3 separate regions of the Mus musculus genome follow, and regions 1 and 3 are each linked to region 2. A link is a contact called in public HiChIP or PLAC-seq data. All regions are on one chromosome and are shown on one strand. Each heading gives the region's core, a stretch centred on a gene start, on an enhancer-like site or on the middle of the called end of the contact. The rest is flanking DNA. Distances are from core to core; before and after follow the strand shown. Region 1 has its middle 270 kb from the start of Gm23891. Region 2 holds the start of 2610316D01Rik (RIKEN cDNA 2610316D01 gene). Region 3 has its middle 470 kb from the start of Gm23891.

Region 1 (2,700 bases), core at 165-2,664, 2.1 Mb before region 2:
TTCCTAAATTTTTGTGAATTTCTTCTTGTCTAGAAAACTTATGGTTTTTATTAAAACATAAGAGGCATTCTCACATCAAAATGAAGTCTTAGGCATTATATAATTAAATGTAATATTTAAAAGAACACTTATTTTGCCTGTGATGTTTTCCCCCTGAATCTGTGAGATAAACAGGAAAAGGTTATAATTAAAGCTGCTTTTATTGAATAACATCATATGCTAATTCCAAATTTATTCCCATTGCATCCAAATTAAAATGCCTCTTTTATCTTCAAAGGAAGAAGCAATCAGGGGGAGGGAAAGAGTAATAAAATATTGAAAACATCATATTGGCATTCGATTGAATTAATTTTAATGTAAAGAGGAATAGTTAATGATAATGAATGTTTAAGAAGAAAATATTAGATGTTTTGAATTATCTTCATTTTTATGCATTAGTTTCTGTTATTTGAAACGAAATGAGAGTTTATATTTTTATGATTATGACTCAGATGGACCTGATATGGTATTTCATATTGCTTCCCACTGTCCATTTAAAACTGCCTAGAAAGGCATAGTTTGTTAAATTAAGAAAATATATGACAGAAATTTTAACTATATTTAAAATGCATACTTGACATTTAGGCTTGTGTGTAAGTAGCCATGACCTAGTTGTGAATAATATTCAGTTCAATGTAACAATGGTGATAGTGAGGAAAAAAAATACTAAAGCTTATGATGAACTATAGAATGACTAGACAAATAGTCCAAATAGATAATCTAACACTGTATAATTTATGCTTACAATTTTTAACATCCTTGAAATTTGTCAGTTTGAAATTTTTAGACAAATTTGATTATAGAAACCACAAGTAACTATTGTCTAATTATGTTTCTTTGTCCAATTATTTTAAATATATTTACAATAAACCAGAATACTTATATTAATAAGTCAAGTAGAATAAGTAAAAGATATTGTAATGATAGACATTTTTAGTTAATATAAATAAATATGCTCCAATCTTTTGATGTTCACTGAATTTAAGATTACTTCTTCAATGATCATGGATGGGCCACATGAGTGTCTCCCTCATTCCCTTGTTGTCTTGGCAATAATTGATTTTTTTTTTAGAGGATGTTATCTATCAATTCCACTGTGCATTGCAGCATATATGCCAGTTTAGATTTTTCCCTGACTAATTATTATGAAAGGTACCATAATTTGCCCTCTCTCTGGTCCTTGTCATGGATACAGGCAATACTGTTCAATACTAACAAAACGATTATAATTTTAATGAGGTTGATGAAAGTCTCATTATTTAAGAAAATTACACTGTAATATGTTGGTGCTTTATCAGTCCATACCTTCTTCTCTGTCTTCATTTCCTCAGCTGGGATCTGATGTCATCTCTCCATACAAATCAGCTCTGAATTGCAGGATGATTACATAATGGATTGCTTTGGTTGCTATAATTCTTCAGATAATTGCTTTGAAACACTGCTAATGTATTCAGCATTTTCCACATTTAAAAACATACTCTATTAAAATATTTGATGATGTGTACTATCCAGATACTGTGTCTATTTCCATGATAAAAAAACAACCAGAAAGTTTCTTCAGTATATAATTTTCTTTATTTAAAAATACAAAAACATAAGCAAAACAGAACAAAAATATAAGACATATGAAGTTTGTAGGATATATGAAGTTTAAGTTGGTATGTTTAAAATAATGTCTAAAGAAACTTATCAGAGATAGGAATTTTTGATTAATAGGAGATGTTACAAATATGAATTACATACTAGTAATGGCATCACAGAGGCTGCCTTGTTAATAGAGCTGTGGCCCTATTCCTATTGAAGCTGAATTTAAATGCTCCGGATATCCTTGCAGAACTCAGTAATGTTAATTGGCTGAAGTACTAGAATATATTACATAAAAAAATTTTTTTGAAACTTCTACGACATAGTGAAACTAGAATCAGGTGCAAAATAATTGAAAGTTTAAAAAGATGGGACAATTCAATCCAAAATGTCAAGAGAAATATATAATAGAGTAATAATTCTACAAATTAGGAACTGACAAAGGAAAGCAATGGTTGAGGAACTAAAGAAAACCTTACTGAGGGTGTAAACAGTATTATCTACCATCTAAAGAACCATAAACATAAAATATTTAAGGTAAACAATTTGGAGGTTAATAGAGTTATTACTTTTAGTTCTTTATAATTCATTTAGGAATAAAATAAATTTATGTTAAAGGAATAATATACATATAGCATTTTCTTATTTTAACCAGTGAGAGTACAAATATTTCTATTTCATCTGTTTACAACTAGGCAGACCCAGAAGTGCCTCTAAGGGCACAAGAACTGTAGGTTAAGCAGTCAGGAAATCAATCTATGAGTATATATCTGATGCATAAATTATTTCTCCTATTAGATTTCAATTTTTACATTAGAAATTTCATATATATTTCACATTAACATAATTTTCACTTGCGATGCCATGTTGTTTATTTTTCTTATCTTGTTACCAGTCTACTCTCCATATTTGGTTTTTCAGAGATTTTTTTTCTTCAGCCAAGTATTATTTTAACAACGTTGAAATATTTCACCATATTAACCCTTTTTTCTCATTTCTAAATATTTTGAGGTTAGAAAATAAAACCACTTTTCATTTCAAACACTTGGTAGTATTTCAAACATTTTGAGGCACTCC
Region 2 (2,700 bases), core at 9-2,508:
GGCTCTGCTTACAGATTTGCTCGCGATCTATCTTCTCGTTTACGTACAGAACCCCGGTCTCCAGATTGAGGTCCAAGTAAGGGGTCCGTGAGTTGGCCACCGTCTGAAACCTGCGAGCTGAAAGTTTTGTAATGTCCAAGCCCAGGTCTTCAGCGATATTCCCCACGAAAGTGCCATGTTCCTGCTCTTCCTGCACAGTATAATGAAGCTGGGAAAAGACTCCGTCCACCATCCAGAGCAAGGCAAAGAATAACAGCACAATCATTTCCAAAAGGAAAAGGAAGCAGCTCCCCTGTAGCCAGCCAGCCACCCCGATCACCGCCCCCCAACCACCACCACAAAAAGAATAATAATAATCTAAAAAATATAAATAAAAGTGTGCTGCGTGGGGGGGGGGCTCCTGTGGCTGTATTAAAATTTTGATTCCTTTTGCTTCATTTTAGAGCGTCTCCAAATCGAGCCTCATTTTTCAATCTTAGCGCAGAAAGGGTGACAGATGTCCCCTATGCTCAGCCGTAATCTTCCCACTGACCAATTAATAAAATAACGATCATACAATAGTCAGCCTCCTTTATTCCGACAGTGTTGGCGCAACGCGGCGCTGGCAAATCCCAAGGAGGAAATTTCGATATTTCAAGACTGTCCTAGGTTTGTCTTCCTGCTGATGGGAGGAGAATGTGGAGGAGGAAGAAGAGGAGAAGGAGGAAGATGAAGAGGAAAAGAAGGTAGAGGAGATGCTGCCGGCACCACTGAACATGCCTCTTGATATCAACGGCTGGCAAACGCGAGCGGGGTTAAAGACAGCGAGAAAAATTTTTGCTGGAAAAACACGGAGCCGTTCTGCAGCATAAAACTTTCATTCTCTTCATTTCTCCGGATGGACGTTCCTCTTGTCATTTTCTTCCCTCTGTCTCTCTTTGCATCTCTTGGCTTTCATAGTCTTGTGTCTATTCTCAACTTCACTGGCTCTGGCTTTGCGTGAACACAACCAGCTATTTCTTTTCTGCTGTTTCCTTTGCAAGCCTCTCTCCCTCTAACCTGCCTCTTCTCCTCTCAGTCCATCCTGCCTCCTGCTTCAGCCCCAATGCTTGTGATCTCGGCTGGCAGTTTCTGAGCTCCGAGCGCTCCGCTTCTCTGTTTTTGCGCAGCGCCCTCATTCTGCCAACCAATCGCCGAGGAGCACCACCCACCGAGCGACTGTTCGTTGGCTAAAGTGGCCGTCAAGTAGTTACGTCACGCGGCAGCCAGGAGGGGCGGGGCAGAACGCTCGCTTTGGCTGCGGGAGTGAGTGTGAGTGTGAGAGCAAGAACAGCCCGCAGGTCCCGAGGCGCTTGCAGGGGACTCTGCCGCGGAAAGTTCCCAGTCCCCAGCCGCAGGTAATGGGCAGGGAATAAGAGAGGTTCCCCTGTTTGCATCAGCAAATACGAAAACATAATAGCAACAGCTGCGGTAGCCTCTCCAAGGAGCGGGGTTTCCAGTGACGCTAACATTCTTTTTTTCCTTTAAGGTGTTTTCCCTCCTGCTGATCGTGGAAAGAAATCACCAAGAAGAGGGGAAAGTTGCCCCGGGGCCGGTAGTCATGTAGGGGTTACCAAAGCAAGGGACTCTGGCAGAGATGCGCGCGGACAATTTAAATGCCGGCATAAAATGGCATGTGTCAATCAAAGCTAGAGGGTCAGAAGGGGAGGTGTGGGGAGGATAGACCAGGCTGCAAAGGGAGTGCGGAGGTGAATTCCCCCTAAAGCGGAGGGATTCAGACCAAGGGACTTGGGGCGACAGCTCCTATAGACGGGCAGATGGTTGAACGTCTACCCATCTAATGTCTACCCACAAAATGCTTGGTTACTAAATTAACTCGTTTGGGGACATTGCTTCGAACTGTGAGTACCCCAGTCAAGGACTGGGGGCTTCTTTGTAGTTTATGCATGGGAGCCCGCCATCGTTAAACCCACTCTAGGGCACCGGATCCAGCACCACCCATCACAGCGAGGCGCTAGCAATATCCCTGCGCCTCGCCTGGCCCCGCGCCAGGCAGCAGTGGCGAGCGCGGGCTTTTCTTTTCTTTTCTTCTTTTGCCTGATTTCTGTTTTAATTATTTATTTTTCTTTTACCCTTGGTGATCCATCCCTGCCTCCATAACTAGAGGGGGTGTGGGAAGAAGGTACATGCCCAGCCCGAAGACAGCTCTCTGGAGAATGACCGTGGGGTGGCCGCGAGGGCGGGCGGGGCGGTGCACACGCACACGGGGGATAGAGTGTGCACCGCTGCGGGAATCCACCGGCACGTTTGCACATTCCTGGTGCTGGCCCTCGTCCTCGCTGGCTGGCCACAAGCTGAGTTCGGTGCGAATCCCTGGGGAGCAGTCCGGGGATTCTGAGCCGCGCGCCTGACTAGCCACGGGTATCCACACGCCCAGTTCCCGGGAAGTTATAAGGCGGCGGGAACGAACTCTCCGCTGCTGGGAGAGCCCGCTGAATGCCTGTCCTTCAAGGATAAATATCGAAGAATACGTTTTAATACTTATCAACGTGCTGCCCGCAAGGAATAGGTTGTTTATTTTCCGGAGGAGCCGTTTAAGCCAAAGACTAGAATGACTCCCTAGAGGCTTCCCGGTAATGAATGACCCAGGAGTAACGCTACAGCAACCGAAGGGAAGGAATGGTACCACCCCTCCCCCTATACTGCCCTCCCCTCCCACCC
Region 3 (2,700 bases), core at 8-2,507, 2.3 Mb before region 2:
GACCTAGCTATAGAAAGACAAGAGAGGACTGTTAACTACACACTAGCATTTTTTGATGATATGTACTTCTGTTGCTATTGCTGTTGCTGCTATCTTACAACATGCATGCATGCGTACATACACATACTTAGATACATACATATACATGCATGTATACATATATGTACACATACATACATGCATAGCAAGCTCATACATACATATGCATGCATGTATGCATGCTTGCATACATAAAGCAAGTTCTCTAGCTTGGGGAAGAAGTGGAGAAACACTTAGTGGGTTTTGAGTTGGTTACCAAAGGCCCACTGCCACTGAAGATTAATTGTTGTGTGTTGAGAATGTGTCAGCCCTGCTGCCCTGCAGTTTCCACATAGAAGTTGTACACAGGTTTCTCTCTCTGTGTGATACACATTTTTGAAGCATATTCTGGCCTTACAGCCTAATAGATAACAATAGCAAGGCTAGAAAGGTGGTCCAATTCATGATCCAGTCCTCCTTCAAGCGTTTTCTTATATATCACACACTTTAGGGGCTCGAACACACTCTACTAGCAATGTTGCCGACAGAGCCATTTATATTAATGACAGCTTCAAAGCTTACAAAGTCTGATCCCTTTTAAGTAATCTTTATTTTATATTCACAGAGTAAGATATTTCCAGTGAGAAAAATATTTTTTAAAGATTTCTGTTTAGTTGTTTTCTCCACATCTGCAACAGTTTGACTGATAAAAAATATTTCATATAGTGTCTATTTGTCTTGCTTTAATTTGCAGTAACTTGCATTTTTAATCCCTTAACATTTTCATATTTAAATCTGTATTTTCCTATTAATAATTTTAAGTTTGGGGTTATATTTGCACTGATATTTATGAATCCTCACAAAAAATAAATGACTTGTTGATATTTAAAAATTGTGAAAACCCTTGTATGTCGTCTCTTTCAATCCAATATATTTAATCTAATCCACAGCATATATATATATATATATATCATAATCAAGATTTAGATTACACCAATGTGTATTGAATTGCTAACTCTGAAGTGTTTTACGCCCAGTGGACTTACTTCTTATTGAGGACAGTCATAAATAACTTTAACATATTCCAATGTGATAAGAAGGAACTGTGGATTGGGTCATTGTGGAATTACAGTCCCCTGCTTAATGATTGCAGAAAATTGCCTGGCAGTAGAACAAAGAGAAAGAGGGCGATGTGGTGAATGCTGGCTAATTAAACCAGTAATTGCTTCTTGTTGTGCACCCAGATAATGTGCCCCTGATAATTTCAAATGGAGTCTTGGAGCAGCGCTCTTGAATGGGAGGCTGTGCCAGTTACAGCTCTTCTACATACGATTCTCCTTGTGCTTAGAAGGTGGCCTACTTCTCAAACTTCCTAGTCCTGCATGATTAAAAACAAAAACACAACAAAAGAAAACAGTGGCAGGTAGAGTACTATTCTTAGTTGTGCAGTTATCAGACAATAATTTTAGTATGGCTGTTTTTTTATCCCTCACATTTAGTCATATTGTTCATTTGAAGTTGGAAATTAATTGCTCTAACAGGAAAGATCAAACACTCATATTTTTCTGTGGACATTTTAGAATATTCAAATGTATTTATTTCAAATATGTTATCACAACACCAAACTTATTTCATATGTATGGTCTCCTGATACTGGGCTATTAATGTTGTAATTAACATTCAATTTCACTTACACTTAAAATTTAATCATGCTATTTCTCAGACTACATATTTTTATTTTAATAATGTGTCACAAACTAAACTCAAGTAATTGTATATTTTTGAGTATTTAATATATAAGAAAGACTGTATCTTATAAAGCTTTCCAGAAACTCTAAATTTTACTCTCTGTGGTACTAGTACTAATAATGGGAATGATTTTACTTGAGAAAAAAAATCAGTTTTGAATGTTGTATTGGATAAAGAATCCTTTCTTCTGTGGTTTTTCCATATTTTATGAGAAATTAAAAACATTGTTTTCTCTTAATATCTTGTTACTCTTCTAACAGATTTCAGTCATTTTTTTAGTGAAATATGAAAGGTTCATTATGATGTAGGGAAATAGTATGTTTTATTTATTTGTCATTTCTATGTATGTAATTATCAGTTGAGTAAAATTTAATGTTACAGTATATCATTACAATTTTATATTTATATTTGATCAAATACTGGATTCTGAAATAATATTTTATAAGTATCATTGCCACATCAAATTAAAGTGTATGCTGTATATAAGGATGTAATTTTCTTAAGAGCCAGGAGGACATAATTAAGAAAATATCTCACATGGGTAAAAGCATCAATATTTAAAATCCCATAGTCTTCTTTACAATTTTATCATATATAATACTTTTGTGAATTATACACATAAGTAATTTTCCACTCTATTTTCATGTACTTACTTTTAAAGATAAGATTTCACTATGTGTGACTTGTAAGACTCAAAATTGTGGTCAAAAAATTCATGTATAGGATTACAGATATTTCGTACAATGTATTTTCCCTGAAGTACATGGCTTTTAAGATTTACACATATTCAATTTTCTCCCCTTTTCATAATTAAAACTCTATGCACGTTTAATGTTGACATGAAAATATATCATGATAAGTTCTTGGAGCCATATGATAATCATTTTTTGGAAAACATAAAGAAAGGACTAGTATCTTATCAGTACTTTACAG

Evidence for each region. HiChIP or PLAC-seq counts read pairs in DNA pulled down with a chosen protein or histone mark.
Region 1: a contact with region 2 is called in an H3K4me3 HiChIP or PLAC-seq map of embryonic basal ganglia, with 20 times the contacts expected there. The contact joins the enhancer-like site here to the promoter of 2610316D01Rik in region 2. A contact is called at or near these places in 3 of 39 promoter capture datasets (cranial neural crest, liver and maxillary cranial neural crest), 3 of 115 datasets of contacts at active chromatin or transcription factors (astrocytes, embryonic basal ganglia and embryonic forebrain) and 1 of 9 other capture datasets (adipose tissue).
Region 3: an H3K4me3 HiChIP or PLAC-seq map of embryonic basal ganglia shows a contact between it and region 2, with 19 times the contacts expected there. The contact joins the enhancer-like site here to the promoter of 2610316D01Rik in region 2. A contact is called at or near these places in 7 of 39 promoter capture datasets (cranial neural crest, frontonasal cranial neural crest, hippocampal neurons and 4 more) and 5 of 115 datasets of contacts at active chromatin or transcription factors (astrocytes, embryonic basal ganglia, embryonic forebrain and 2 more).

What each region holds. Positions count from the first base shown.
Region 1 is chr3:47,470,140-47,472,839 of GRCm38.p6, reverse strand. No RefSeq gene overlaps it. Among named protein-coding and RNA genes, the nearest start is that of Gm23891, 270 kb to the right of the region's middle. Within about 2 kb of position 1,414, at least 4 of the 459 cell types and tissues checked have an H3K27ac peak or open chromatin away from gene starts, as enhancers often do. A contact at or near this core is called in embryonic basal ganglia, where this site is marked.
Region 2 is chr3:45,376,818-45,379,517 of GRCm38.p6, reverse strand. 2610316D01Rik (RIKEN cDNA 2610316D01 gene) reads left to right here and starts at 1,258. Exons shown (of 9, transcript NR_045172.1): 1 at 1,258-1,376. Pcdh10 (protocadherin 10) reads right to left here and starts at 1,120. Exons shown (of 5, transcript NM_001098172.1): 1 at 1-1,120. The coding sequence starts at 265.
Region 3 is chr3:47,667,583-47,670,282 of GRCm38.p6, reverse strand. No RefSeq gene overlaps it. Among named protein-coding and RNA genes, the nearest start is that of Gm23891, 470 kb to the right of the region's middle. Within about 2 kb of position 1,257, at least 9 of the 459 cell types and tissues checked have an H3K27ac peak or open chromatin away from gene starts, as enhancers often do. A contact at or near this core is called in embryonic basal ganglia, where this site is marked.